Regions from separate parts of the Hordeum vulgare genome. Here all the other regions are linked to region 1. A link is a contact called in public Hi-C data. All regions are on one chromosome and are shown on one strand. Each heading gives the region's core, a stretch centred on a gene start, on an enhancer-like site or on the middle of the called end of the contact. The rest is flanking DNA. Distances are from core to core; before and after follow the strand shown.

The links. A called contact is a pair of places that touch in the nucleus more often than the background predicts.
Region 2: a Hi-C map of leaf shows a contact between it and region 1, with 4 times the contacts expected there. The contact joins the promoter of LOC123452031 here to the promoter of LOC123399773 in region 1. A contact is called at or near these places in 5 of 6 Hi-C or Micro-C datasets (leaf and an unstated tissue) and 1 of 1 datasets of contacts at active chromatin or transcription factors (embryo).
Region 3: a Hi-C map of leaf shows a contact between it and region 1, with 5 times the contacts expected there. The contact joins the promoter of LOC123398509 here to the promoter of LOC123399773 in region 1. A contact is called at or near these places in 4 of 6 Hi-C or Micro-C datasets (leaf, seedling and an unstated tissue) and 1 of 1 datasets of contacts at active chromatin or transcription factors (embryo).
Region 4: a contact with region 1 is called in a Hi-C map of seedling, with 3 times the contacts expected there. The contact joins the promoter of LOC123452316 here to the promoter of LOC123399773 in region 1. A contact is called at or near these places in 2 of 6 Hi-C or Micro-C datasets (leaf and seedling).

What each region holds. Positions count from the first base shown.
Region 1 is chr5H:365,810,066-365,813,395 of MorexV3_pseudomolecules_assembly, forward strand. It overlaps LOC123399773 (SEC14 cytosolic factor-like), which reads right to left and starts at 1,595. Exons shown (of 11, transcript XM_045094156.1): 1 at 1,275-1,595; 2 at 1,119-1,147. The coding sequence starts at 1,329.
Region 2 is chr5H:366,109,486-366,112,432 of MorexV3_pseudomolecules_assembly, forward strand. It overlaps LOC123452031 (serine/threonine-protein kinase D6PK-like), which reads right to left and starts at 1,347. Exons shown (of 3, transcript XM_045128602.1): 1 at 1,176-1,347; 2 at 22-993. The coding sequence starts at 878.
Region 3 is chr5H:365,306,587-365,309,698 of MorexV3_pseudomolecules_assembly, forward strand. It overlaps LOC123398509 (long chain acyl-CoA synthetase 8-like), which reads right to left and starts at 1,311. Exons shown (of 12, transcript XM_045092970.1): 1 at 1,135-1,311.
Region 4 is chr5H:366,227,154-366,230,515 of MorexV3_pseudomolecules_assembly, forward strand. LOC123452316 (40S ribosomal protein S19) reads right to left here and starts at 2,102. Exons shown (of 4, transcript XM_045128959.1): 1 at 1,891-2,102; 2 at 1,035-1,125; 3 at 745-928; 4 at 393-650. The coding sequence starts at 2,010. The coding sequence ends at 578.

The DNA of each region.
Region 1 (3,330 bases), core at 345-2,844:
TAGCCAAAGTTTAGTTTAGTCCTCGCGTGTGGAGTAGTAAACGGTGCAGACTGCACAGTTTAGCTAGCTCTCCTACCAGTGCGATCATGGGCTCGTGGCGTGCTTGACCTCGCAAGGTCTTTGTCCATTCTAGTAGCGTGCTTGGAAGCAACACTCCAGCAAGCCGGCAGGCACGACTTGAATACAAAGGAAAACAGCGTTGGAGCTCCAAACAACGAACATGGGAGGCGCCGCACCGACAAAACAGTTGTGTCTGATGTACCAAAGCTGCTTTCTTTCGTTCTTTTTTTCTTCTTCTTCTTCTTCTTCCCGTCCATAGCATAAGTACCGAAATCGCAATTAGGACCTAACGGAAGTAGTGGTGCTTTTTTAGATCGAGGAAAGTGCTGGCGCCTCCCACATCTAATGAGAAGGAAAGAAAAATGTCTCCATGCCACTGACGCGAATAAAAAAATGAAATAAGAAGTGATCCGAAAGCATAGTTTAGCTACGGATCTCTATCATGGTGACGAAGGGCACACAAACGTCAGCTGTATGGGTGGGGGAAAGGAAAGGGTCCTTGCTAAAAACACCGAAGTGACATGATAAGAACTAATAAGAGAATTTGAAGCAAGAAACAGAACCAGAAGCACAATTAAGCTCGGAATCACAAAGTATAATAAGCTGTTGAAGATCCAAAACGTTTCATCATCTGCTAACAAGTGGCGGGACAAGATGTTTTTCTTACGAACGGGAGCAAGGAATGAGCTAAGAGAAAGTCACATGGCAAAGAAAATCTCTCGGATTTGATCGAAATTTTGAAGCAAGAACAAGGCTAATCGAAACCTCGGCTGAGCTCTGGAGAGGAAGACAAGTTGCAAGATCCAAACATTAACCAGCTGCTACGAAGCCAGCGAATCTGCCTAAGGACGAACCGAGCGAAACGAGAAGGCCGCGCGGCAAGCAACCCCAAAAATCCACCGGGAATGGAAACCGGCACACGACAACAGAGGCACAATCTAGACGTAATTCAGCTACGACCGACGCATGTCCGGCGACGTCAGCACCAAAACAGGGAAAAAATATGCAGCAGAGTGAAGAGAGATCCAGCAAGGGCGGACGGCGGAGCAGATCGGCACCTGGAATGTGGTCTTGAGCGGCTCCTCCACTGCAGGAAAGCAAGGGCGCATCTCAGCGAAGCAAGAACAATGGAAAGAGGGAAGAAAGGCCCGCTTTCATTCCATTCCCTTCCCTGAAACGAACGATGGAAAAGGGAGGAGCAAGAGATGACTCACGCTGCTCCATGAGCGCGGAGAACTGCTTGACGGACTCCTCCGAGGCGGCCGCCATTGCCGGCGACGGTCGTCGCGAGAGACTTGCGGGGGGCCTCTGGAGCTGGAGGAGAGGTCAAACCTCAAACGGGGAGAAAGCAGAGAGAGAGAGAGTCTTGTTTGCCTTTTGAGCTCCCCCCCCTGCCTGCCAGCAGCCCTCGGTGGTCCGAGGTGACGCTGCGGCGCTCTGCTCCCGCTGCACGGTGCGTATGCGTGGGGGCTGAGGGGGAGGAGGAGCAGGAGGAAGGCGCTGCTGCTTAAGAAGGAGGAGGAAAGGGACAGCAAAGCCCGTTTTATTTTCGTTTCCTCGCTTGTTTATTTCGGGGTTTAAGTTGGCTTAGGCTTGCTGCTTTTCTGTAAAAGCGGCTGGTAACCACCGCTGTTACTGCAGCTGCGTCTCGTTAATCATGCCTGTTTGTTTGAGAACTCCGGGACTTTTTTTAATCCTAACTTAAAAGTCTCTAGTCCCTATCCATTTGTTTCCAACGACTAAATAGGGACTAGAAGTCATTAAATGACATGCAAAAAGACGATGTTACCCAATGACATGTTAAAAGTAGGTACATTGTTGAAAAAAGTGTCAAAAAAGTCAAAAAGACCCTCCACAGGGACTTTTCCAAATAGTCTCAAATACCCCTTTTAGTTCCTAAAAATTCCTCCTATTTGTTTCACATGAGATTTTTTTAGACTTTCTTTTAGTCCTTACATCAAAAAATCTCTAAAAACAAACACGTCAGGCCGATGCTTTTGTGTTGGGAGTACGTGCACTGCTGTCTGACCTCGTGAGGCCGAGTATAAACACGTGGAACCGACTGTTCCACTGTTAGGCCGAAAGCTGCACTGTAGTTCGCATTTCTTTTTTCTTCGGCCAATTTGGAAAGCTTTATTCAAACAAAGGCATCTCTCGTACAATTAGGCAAGACTTGTCACTAGGGAACCAGGAGTCTCATCGTGCTACCTCTTGGCCACGTTCAGTATGCAAGCGCGCTTGGCGCAAAGATGCGCTGGAACATTCATTGAAAGATTTACATGTTAAATGTCAAATAATAGAAAATATCTAGCTAGCTCTTCAATTGTGAAAAAAATAAGAGACATAACCGAACGAGAATTGTGACGAGTGTTTTAAAGATCAACCATCTCTGGTCGGTCTACCTTCATGATCATATGGGTAAGGCCACACAATTTTTGCAAGCGGCGCACCATCCCTTGTAGACAAAGCTGCACACATATATAAGGCTGCGTTTGGAACGTTGTTTTTTTCTACACTTGTAATATTTTACACTTGTATTATACTAGCCTACAATCAGAATACATGTCATGATTGTATTTCCATTCCGCTTCCCAGCTTCCGTTTGGATTGTTGTTTTTCTCCCACCCTTGTAACCTGGCTGCCATAGCCTAAATTTTCAAAAGCACAAACTTTTAGGTACGGTGGTAACATTGCAAATTCAGGTCATTCGTACTGACTGTACTTCCATAAATTTGAGTTCTCATTCCCCACAAATTAGCATGAGCCAGGGCACAGGCGCACATCCAGCATCACAACTCTGTCGTGCTGTTACCTCCAGCAAATAAAATCACAGATCCACACCCAAATGGTGTATCATTATTTATTGCAGTAGATGGGGGGAGAAAACAAGGACTTGCCAAAAATCAACGGAGCAAACTAAGACCATTCTCACCAACTGGGCAAATACATAAAAAACATGTCTTTTTTCGGTTGCATTCATCCTCGAGACAATGTGTAAGTCAAAGGAGGAACCAAGAAACTCCTGCAAGCAAATCTTACTTTGCTTGAGGATGCGATGTGATGAAGTCAACTGCTGATTTGATGGAATCGATCTTCTCTGCCTCATTGTCGGGGATTTCGAAGCTGAACTCTTCCTCAAAGGCCATGACGATCTCGACACTGCACATGCCATTCAAGTTCAGTATACACAGAACTAATGCAGATATAGCTTGACAATTAAAGTGCCACTGCAACAATAAAACAATTAAACGGAAAATGCGTGTAGATAAA
Region 2 (2,947 bases), core at 97-2,596, 300 kb after region 1:
ATAAAGAGAGAAGACACTTACTTGGCAGCTTGCTCGGGGAAATACTTCCCAGGCTGCTTCTGCCTTAGGGTATGCAGGTCTCCTCCAGGGCAAAACTCCATCACCAAGCATGAGAATTTATCAGTCTCAAAGTGCGTGTACAAAGTCGGAAGAAAAGGATGGTCTAAGCACTGCAGTATCTCTCTTTCAGTCTGGGCTCTGAGAAGCTTTTTGCGGCCAGCTAGAGATGCCTTGTCCATGATCTTCATAGCAAAGTAGCATTTCGTGCCACTAAGCTCTGACAAGTAAACACTGCCAATGTCACCACAGCCAAGCCTCTTGAGCAGCCTGAAGTGACTCAATCCTAGCGAACCTTCTTTGGTTCGGATCACCTGAATCGCCTCCCACCTTGAATCATTGGACTTGTGAGGCTTGCTAGCACTGCTGCATATACTGCTGCAGGTGCTATCATCACTGACATCACTGCCAGCGCTGGCCCGGTAAACGCTGCTCTTCCCGCTCTGGACCAAATCGGCGTGGCCGCTGACCTTGGTGCTGCCGCTCGCCTTTGTCAGGCTGCTTGCTCCGTCGCTGAACTTGGCAGAAACCGAGCTATCCTTGACGCTCCCTCGCAGCGAGCTCTTCTCGGCGTCTTCGTCTTCGTCCAGTTTCACAGAGCCATCAACGGAGCTGCAGTCTTTATCTTGCTCTTTGTCTCCGCTGGACGCGGCCACATCACCTGGCGGGACCGCTGCTCTCGGTGAAGCAGGCCCCGATTTGCCTGCTCCGCCAACTTGCTCTTCGGACTGCCTCCTGGAAGGCGCGGCCTCGGAGGACTCGGCGGCGCTTTTACTGCATTGCTCGTCAGCGACTACTTGGGCAACGGCCTTGGACGCCATCGCAACAGGGAGTCGACCAAGAAGCTGTCCCCTAACGGCGCCGGCATGACCCTCCTCCTCCCATCGCCGCCGCGGTCGACCGATCAATCAGCGGCCGGAGCGGTGAAATCGAGACCTATCACAAGGGTTCGCCCCGAATTAGATTCAGCGAAAGCGATGCGGGTCGGTCGCCTAGCGAAACCGACGAATCGGGAACCAATAATTGCCGAATTATTAGCCGGACGGATCTGGCTGAGATCGAGAGGATCCCCTCCTCGCGGGAGGAGTCCGGCGGAGGGTGGGGTGGAGTCTGCTTACTGGTTAGCCGTCGCGCCGTAGGAGAGAGCTCGCCGCCAGCGGGGCTGGGGAGGGGATCGAGGGGGGGCGCTTCCTTCGGCTTCGGGGGGGAGGTGGCTGGCAGCGGAGGGGGGAGGACGAAATGAAAATCGATGAGAGAAACCTAAAAACGAGAAAAACGAAATAAAGAAGACAACCAAAAAAAGAAAATGGATTGAGGGGACGGATTGAGTGTATGCCTGGCCCCACTTGCCGGGCTTAAGTGACAGTGAAGACCTTCCCCTTCAGTCTACCGGATCTTACATTTTTCTTCATATAAAATATTATAATATTATAAGCTTCCCTGCCTCGTAAGCGTGCATCTTATCTCCATGGACGCCTACGAGATACTGAACCGATAAAACATGTTAAAACTAACAAATTCATCATTTACTTGATGAGAATGTCTCTTTTCACGGAACCAACATGTCAATGAAAAAACATTTCCCTTACTAAGTGATTTTGGTGTACATGAAAATGCGGTTGTAATCTAACCTTTTGCTTGAGCAATACAGAACAATACGGGTATATTCGCAAGTTATGCAAGACGATTAGATAGCGCTCTAAAAGGAAAATACTAAAGAAGGTGTTACAAAATTTTGGGTTGTAGGGAAACTATATTATTAAGAAGAGGTTCGCTTTGAAATGTTTAAATGCAATCATTACCTAGACAAACCATTTTGCACCCGCATAGTCTTTCTAGCTCTCGAAGAGTTCTTAATCTATTCTCTAGAGTCTAGAGCCTTTGTTATTTCATACTTATTAGTTTTGGGGTATGTAGCGGTAGTACCACACCTTCATAAAGAGCAACACTCTTGCTGCTAGGTCAGTAGTATTACTCTATGTTGGTGCGGAACAGTGTGATGATATGTGTAAAATGTATTTATTTATTTATTTGTTACATACTATTATCACATCACTAGTACATATTTTGGTAACATTTTATATTATTTTTTATTTAGACTAACATATTAACTCACTGCTAAAGGACAATTCATGTTTTCTATTGTTTTAGAGCTTTTACGTGAAAATTTCACGGGGCCGGAATGACCTGAAAATTTTTGTGGATATTTATGAGAATTAACAGAATTTTAGGCGAAGGAATCAACGTGAGACGACACCCAAGGACCCCACACGGGTAGGGGGTGGCCACCTCCCGGTCACACCATGGGCACGCGTGGCCAACCCTTAAACCGGCTGGAGCTCTTATTTCGTCACAAGAAAGCTAATAATTTACGGCGAAAAGTCACCTCAAAATTTCAGCCCGATTGGAGTTACGGATCTTCGGCTATAAAAGAAATGGTGTTCGGCTAGAAAATAGGAACGAAAACAGAGAAAAAAACAGAGAGAGATGCAATCTCGAAGAGGCTCTCGCCCACCGGAGCCATGGAGTCCATGGACCAGAGGGGGAATCATAAGGAAGAGCAAGAAGGAGAGGTCCTCCCCCCCCCCTCTCTCTCCTAGTGGCGTCGGAGCACCGTCGGGGGAACCATCGTCACGGCGATCATCTCCATCAACTCTGTCGTCTTCATCAACAACTTCATCATCGTCCCCCTCTCTATTCAGCGGTCCACTCTCCCGCAACTCGTCGTAATATTGTACTTGAAAATGGTGTTTGATACTATAAATTATTATTCGATGATTTTTCATATTGTATTATGCCTCGGTACAAAAAATGGCATATGGGTTAATTGGTGATCATGATTGGTTAAAATTGCATGTTTTATCTATTTTTTATACTTTAGTGCCCATCA
Region 3 (3,112 bases), core at 61-2,560, 500 kb before region 1:
AATGAAGTCTAACAACAATATTATTAACTGATGATATTAATAATTGATAACGATTATACAATCAAATAATCAGCTCACATTTATCTGCCAAAAACTACAATAGCTCCTTAAGAGATTTTGTTCTGTACTGCATATTTCTGAAGAGACAACACATAAACGTCACAATGTGATTTGCAGAAGCAACATCAGATAGAAGGCCAAGTCAAAACAGACTTGGAAGTTTCCAGTTTGCTTCAAAGGAAAGCAACCATGTTGACCACAAGGATGTGAAAGGGAGGTAATCGTTTGTATAACTATTGTTTCTTCACTAATGACTACTATCCCAGATACGTCATGTAAGTGGATCATATCAACAAAAAAGATTGTTGAGGAACCAATCATTAAAATTGGTGAAACTATTATTTCCATAAATATGTCATTGGGCTCTGATTTGCGCAAAGTGCAACGGAATCCTTTCGTGGCTACCACAAAAAAATGCCAGTTAGAATGGGATTTTGGCAGAGGTATTTGCATGTTTTTATTCCTCCAACACGCCTGGAAGCGTGTCGTTTTTATTGAGAAGGTGGATGATGTCAACTAGGAACAAGGTGTAAACAGATAGTATGAACCTTCTAAAATTAAACTTAGGTGAAAAGAAGCATTTGATAGGGTGATTGCTCGTTAGAGAGTTATGAAGTTGTAACTGGACCTGTAATTATGGGCTTTCACACGGTGGCAGTGCAAAGCAGAACATGAATCATTTCAATGCGATCCAGTTTAGGCGGTTCATCAGGATGCCTCCCTCCCCAGAAAACGGCGTGATCTGACCACGGGAATCTCCGGAGACACGTGTATTTTGGTACACCTTGTTCATGGCAGAGAACACGGAGAGACCAACCAACCAACCAACCAACAGTAATTTGGCGCTGATCCCAAATCCAGGCGAGCTACGGATGGATCGTACGAGGAGAAGGAAGAGCCCTAGCCGATTCCGGAAGGGCGGATCTCCACTCCACTCCACTCCACTCGAGCCGAGAGAGACTATGCGGGGACGAATTGCTCGGAGAGGGTTCGATCGACAACCGCGTCGCGAAGGGGATGGCTCCGTGGTCGAACCAACGATGGATCGTGAGGGGGACGGGGCGGGAGGCTCACCTTGGCTGGGATGAACCGAGAAGGGGGGGGGGGGGGGGGCGTGGCCTCCGGATCTGCGCCCGCTCGTCGGTGCTGCCAAAGCTTGCAGTGGCTTTTCTGGAACGAGAATGAATGGCAGCCTCTGGCTTGGTTGCTTCGTCGGCCGGCTTGTGGAGGAAAGCAACGGCGACAAAGGAAATGCCGAGGTGGGCCGCGGGTGGGCTCGCTGGGTATCGAGGTGGGTGGGTGAACGCGTGCGTGTGCTTTGCTCTTTGTGCGACGTGGCGTGAGAAGCGGGGAGCGGAAATGCTTCGAGAAATTTGTTGGCGCGGACACGTAGCGCTACGGGAGTACGGTACACGACGCGAGGCAAGGCCAGGTCAGTAGCTCACGTGCGACCACGGCGCGTTTCCCGGTCCTTAGAGTACAACCCTCAAAACCCTTAAATCTAAAAATCAGTTTTAAGGATCGAGAATTGCCCATTTTTGACATTTTTAAGGGTTGAAAAACAGGGGCAAAGACTAGAAACCTCAAACCCAACTCTCAAAATCGGTATATAGCCAGGACCGCGCGCGCCGGCTGCTGGCGCTCGTGCGCTGCTGCTGCCGCGGCGCCGCCGCGGCGAGTTCCTTCTGCGGCAGGGAGAGGGAAGGGGAGGGGCGGCGGGCGCGGGGGCGGGCGCGGTGGGCGCGGCGGCGGGCGGGACGGTGGGCGGGGCGCGACGGCGGCCTGGGCGGGCGGGGCGTGACGGCGGCCATGGCGGGCGCGGGGGCGGTGTGACATCCTCGACTTTTGCTACAGTAATTATTGTAGTTAAGCTACAGTGATCAACCGCTAATGATGCCACGTCATCGAATTCCCATCTCAGACCCGCGTTGATTCGAGTCTGTCCGGATCCAAAATTTGAAAGCAAAAGAAAAGTACTTTACAAGTTCATTACAAATAATAAAAGAATATGTATATGAAAGAAAGAATTAAAAGTATGTATAATAAATTGTAAAAGAAAGTATTTAAAAAGAAAAATCAAATAGAAAATAAATAATGAAAGAAAGAAATAAAAGAAAAGGGAAAAGGCAAAATAAAACAAAACAAAACAAAAAAAAGAAAGAAAAAGCAACCCCCCGGCCCAGCTGGGCCACCCACCGGCCCAACCGGCCGAACCCTAGCGCCTCCCACCTCCTGGCGAGGGAGCCCCTCGCTACTCCCTCCCCTCCCCCTTAGCGCCGCCACCCTCCCAAGCTCCCCTCGCGGCCCCACCCCCCACCGACAGCGCTCCCACCTCCCATCTCTCCCGTAACTCCCTGCCCACGAGACCCCCCACCCCACGCCAGATCCCCCACCGAGACCCTCCCTCACGAGCCCCCCACTCCCCCAGATCCCTCCCCACCTCGCCTCCCACCTCGGCTCCCCTCCAGTCGCCCCCCTCCCTGGCCGGCGCGCCTCCCCCCCGCCGGCGAGCCGATCCCCCATCTCCCTCCCCTGGCCGGCGAGCCCCCCCCCGCCGGCGAGCCGTTCCCCCACCGGCCGCTCCCTAACCAGACCCTCGCACGACCCTCCTCTCCACCTCGCCCCACCTCGGCCGGCGCCCCTCTCCTGCCTCCTTCCCGCCGGCGAGCCGCCCCCCCCCCCCCTCGGCCTCCACCCCGCCGGCAGGGGGCCCCGGCCTCCTCGAGGTCCCTCTTGCCGGCCTCACCCACTCCGGCCGGCTCCATCTCCGGGGGCCCCTCCTCACCGGGGCCCCTCTCGGCGAACCTCCGGCCGGCTCCTCCTCGCCGGCACGCCCGTCTTCACCGGAACCGCGTCACCGTCGTCACCTTCACCTTCGTGCGAACTCCGGCTTCATCCGGCCGTCTCGTCACCGTCGGTGAGCCCCTCCTCGGGCTCGTCCCACCATGTCGTTCTCCTCGCCGCCCCGGTTCCGTTCCGGCAAACGAGGCCACGATCCGTCGACGGTAGACTCCGGTAGGAGGGATTGAAGTTTATGTTCTTCTATGTTGAG
Region 4 (3,362 bases), core at 852-3,351, 420 kb after region 1:
AAAAACTCAAACAATTAACCATTGTACCATAATAGCATGCGATCTACTTCAACGAACATAAATTTGCCCTCAATTTGCCCTCTAAACATAAATTTGCCCTCAATGTCTGTAAGAACAGAAACACCAAGCTAGACTGCCCAGCGTTTTCCATTCTGAAGGAAAGATACAACATGAACATCGAAAACTAATGATGTTGGGATAGTAACTTAGGAGGACATACTTAATTTTGGTTCAAACAAAAGCATTTTCTCTTGCATACAAGTGGAAGCTACGACTGATTTTTCTCTTAGATATAAGTGTTCTAAAGATGCCGATCCGAAATGTTAAGATAGCCAATCACCAGCACCAATTTCACACTGGACAGAAATCGAACTTTATCACAAGAACTCGCAAAAGCATAAAGATTCTCCCAGGCGGGCAGATAATTAAAAACTCAGACAATTAACCATTGTACCATAATAGCATGCGATCTACTTCAACGAAGTCTTGCATAACAAACACAGGGAGGGTATCATAATTCAAAACTGTAGCCAAATCCTACTACGGAACACAATTTCATAGATGGGACTTCAACTGATCAGAATTCAGCAGGAACAGTTCCAGCAACCTGGTCAAGATCACGCCTTCCCTGGGAGGTGATGAGCCTTCCACTGCAGAACAAATTCAAAACACAGGATAAGCAACAAACACCCAAATAATAGTACTGATGATACCAACACAGAAACATAAGGAAGCCAAGATTACCCCTTGGGGTCGACATCAATGATGCCCATCTTCTGCAACTCCTGAAGGATGTTGCGGGAAACAGCACCACTGCTCTTGCAGAAGTGTGGGGGGCGTGAACCGTTCCTCTGACGGCCACCATAGATCTTCTGGAATCCACCAATCCCAATTCCCTGCCTCAGGTAGATCTTCCTTGCCATCGAGGCTGTGACAATTTGAAATGACATCAAAATTAGCGAGTGGCAAGGAGATCAATACTACATGTGAATAAATAGACCATGCAACCAGATAGGGACGGCAGATTTACTCACCAGCCCTGATGTAGTACCAGTCAGCGTCAGTAGGCGGCAGCTCCTTGAACCTTGCAGTCTTGACAATGTCAACCCACTCGGGAAGCTCCATCTGTATGACCATATATAATTTCAGTGTTAAGAATGCAAGAAGGTAACCTGGACAAGCAATAAATACTATGACTTTCTTATAAATCATCTAGGGAATGAGCATCTGCAGTAGAATCACATGTAGTCACTCAAATCAAAACTGCATAATGTGTGTGCATATGTAGTATCATCGTATTTAGTTACTCAAAACACTACAGTGGGCACACTTTCTATGATAAAGGCATGTTAAATGTATACCAAGAAATATCAAATGCTCCCTCAACAACCATATTTAGGATATATGTTTAGGTCACTCTGGAATAAATTAGATAAGATAATTGACACATGCTAAATAACATTCGCATATGGCAGTGGACAGGCAACAAACACAAAACCATGTCTAGAGTACAGAGGAAATCCACCATCTGCAATAACGAAACCAACATATTAAGGTCCTCTCACTCGATCTTGCACACTAGCAAGACATACGAAACTGAGATAAAACTGGGGAAAGGAATCGTGATCCACGAAAATTCGAACAGCTACAACTAACCCTACGATGCAAGAAATCTTCACCGAGGCGGTGCCGTGCACCTAATGAAGCAGTACTATTGAGGATTTATTAGAGTACTCAGGATTCATTTGGAAACGAACAGATTATACGGTCGACCTCTTACGAAACAGAAAGGCATGGCGCTAAGATCCTGACGGGAGGAGGCCTCCTGCTACAAATCCCCAAGAGGAAGCTGCCCTGGCGACGGATCTAACGAGAACTGGGTTGCGTTACCTTGCCGGAGCGCTTGAGGTGCGCGGAGTAGGCCTTGACGAACTCGTGGGGGTTCACATCCTTGACCGTGCGCGCCGTGGAGGCCGCGGTCTCGGCTGCGGGAGCGGGGACGGTCGCCATCCTGTGCTCTTGCCGCCGGCGGCGTTGTCTTCACGAAGGAGGGAGAGGTGTGCGCGCCGCTGCGGCTGCGAGGGACTAGGGTTTTCTGGAGGCGGGGTGCGTGAGAGGAAGCGTGCGAATTTATACTGGAGGGACCTAGGTTATGGGCCGTGTAATGAAACGGTGGACCTGTTGGGCCAACTGGGTATTAGGGTTAGTGAAGCTAAGTGGGCCAAGCTGAGGTCGAGTCCGAGTTATAATTCGCATTCCATTTTCACGGTGCTCATTTCTCAACAACAACAAAATATCACGATCTATTTCTCAAACAAACAAAAAACGATCTCCTGAATCGTGATTTTGAGGCTCATAATCATTTAGCAAAACATGCACTCTTTTTCGGGGATGGTCGTCATGTTTGGTTAGGTCATCCTAGAGATCTTCCATCCATCCGTGTAAACATTGTGATGATTTAATTCGCGAGATTGTCTAAAAAAATCACAATGCTCTAGGGAAAGGATAGAAATTATCAAAAACAAAATAACTCAAGAAAATATTGCACATTTTAGAGGCAAATTACATAGGGTCCAATTACATATCATACATTTCCTATGAGTAAATTATTGACAGATATACTTTTGCCATTTCATTAAGGCTCTTTTCTACATTCCACAAAGCCATTGCACTTCACTCCTTATTTTCAAATGTCCAAGCTAAAATGACGTACTAATATTACCTTTTGTTCGCTGGCTCAAGAACTGAGTCCTTTGATCTCATGGAGCCTTTCAGATCATGTTTTGAACTTGTCTACCCATGACCTCGTGTTACGCTTCTTTCTGAGTGATGGAGTCGGGGAGCTCCTTTGTGTTGATATAAAAAAGACGACGTACTAATCAACAAAACATTTATTATAGTAGAACAACTTGCTTTAGTTTCTATAAGAAAAAAAAATAGGTGTTTCGGTGTTCTTGTTGGTCAAATATATTACCGAGTGAAATTTTGTGTAGAAAAATTTGTTGGCATGTTTGGGCTACAATCTTTCCCTATTCTAAAATTGACTCATAACGGAGCACCTATGTTAAGCATGGTGGGGTCATCCACTCAGTGACATCTCAAGTAACTTAAAGGGGACATGGCTATTTGTGGAGTTATCATCATGCGCTAGGGGTTGTCGAAAATATTAATCCAGCCCGCAAGGAGGTAAGGAGAGCTCCAACAAGGCGATATAATTCGTCCTCCCGTGTTTGTTTCTATCCTTGCGGATGAAAAGCACGGTCACACGTGGCGACGCAAACGGGCCGATGTTCGTTTCATTGTCCATTTTTACCTATTTTTAGCCTAAATTTGGGTTAGATTTGTGTTCACGCGCACACGTC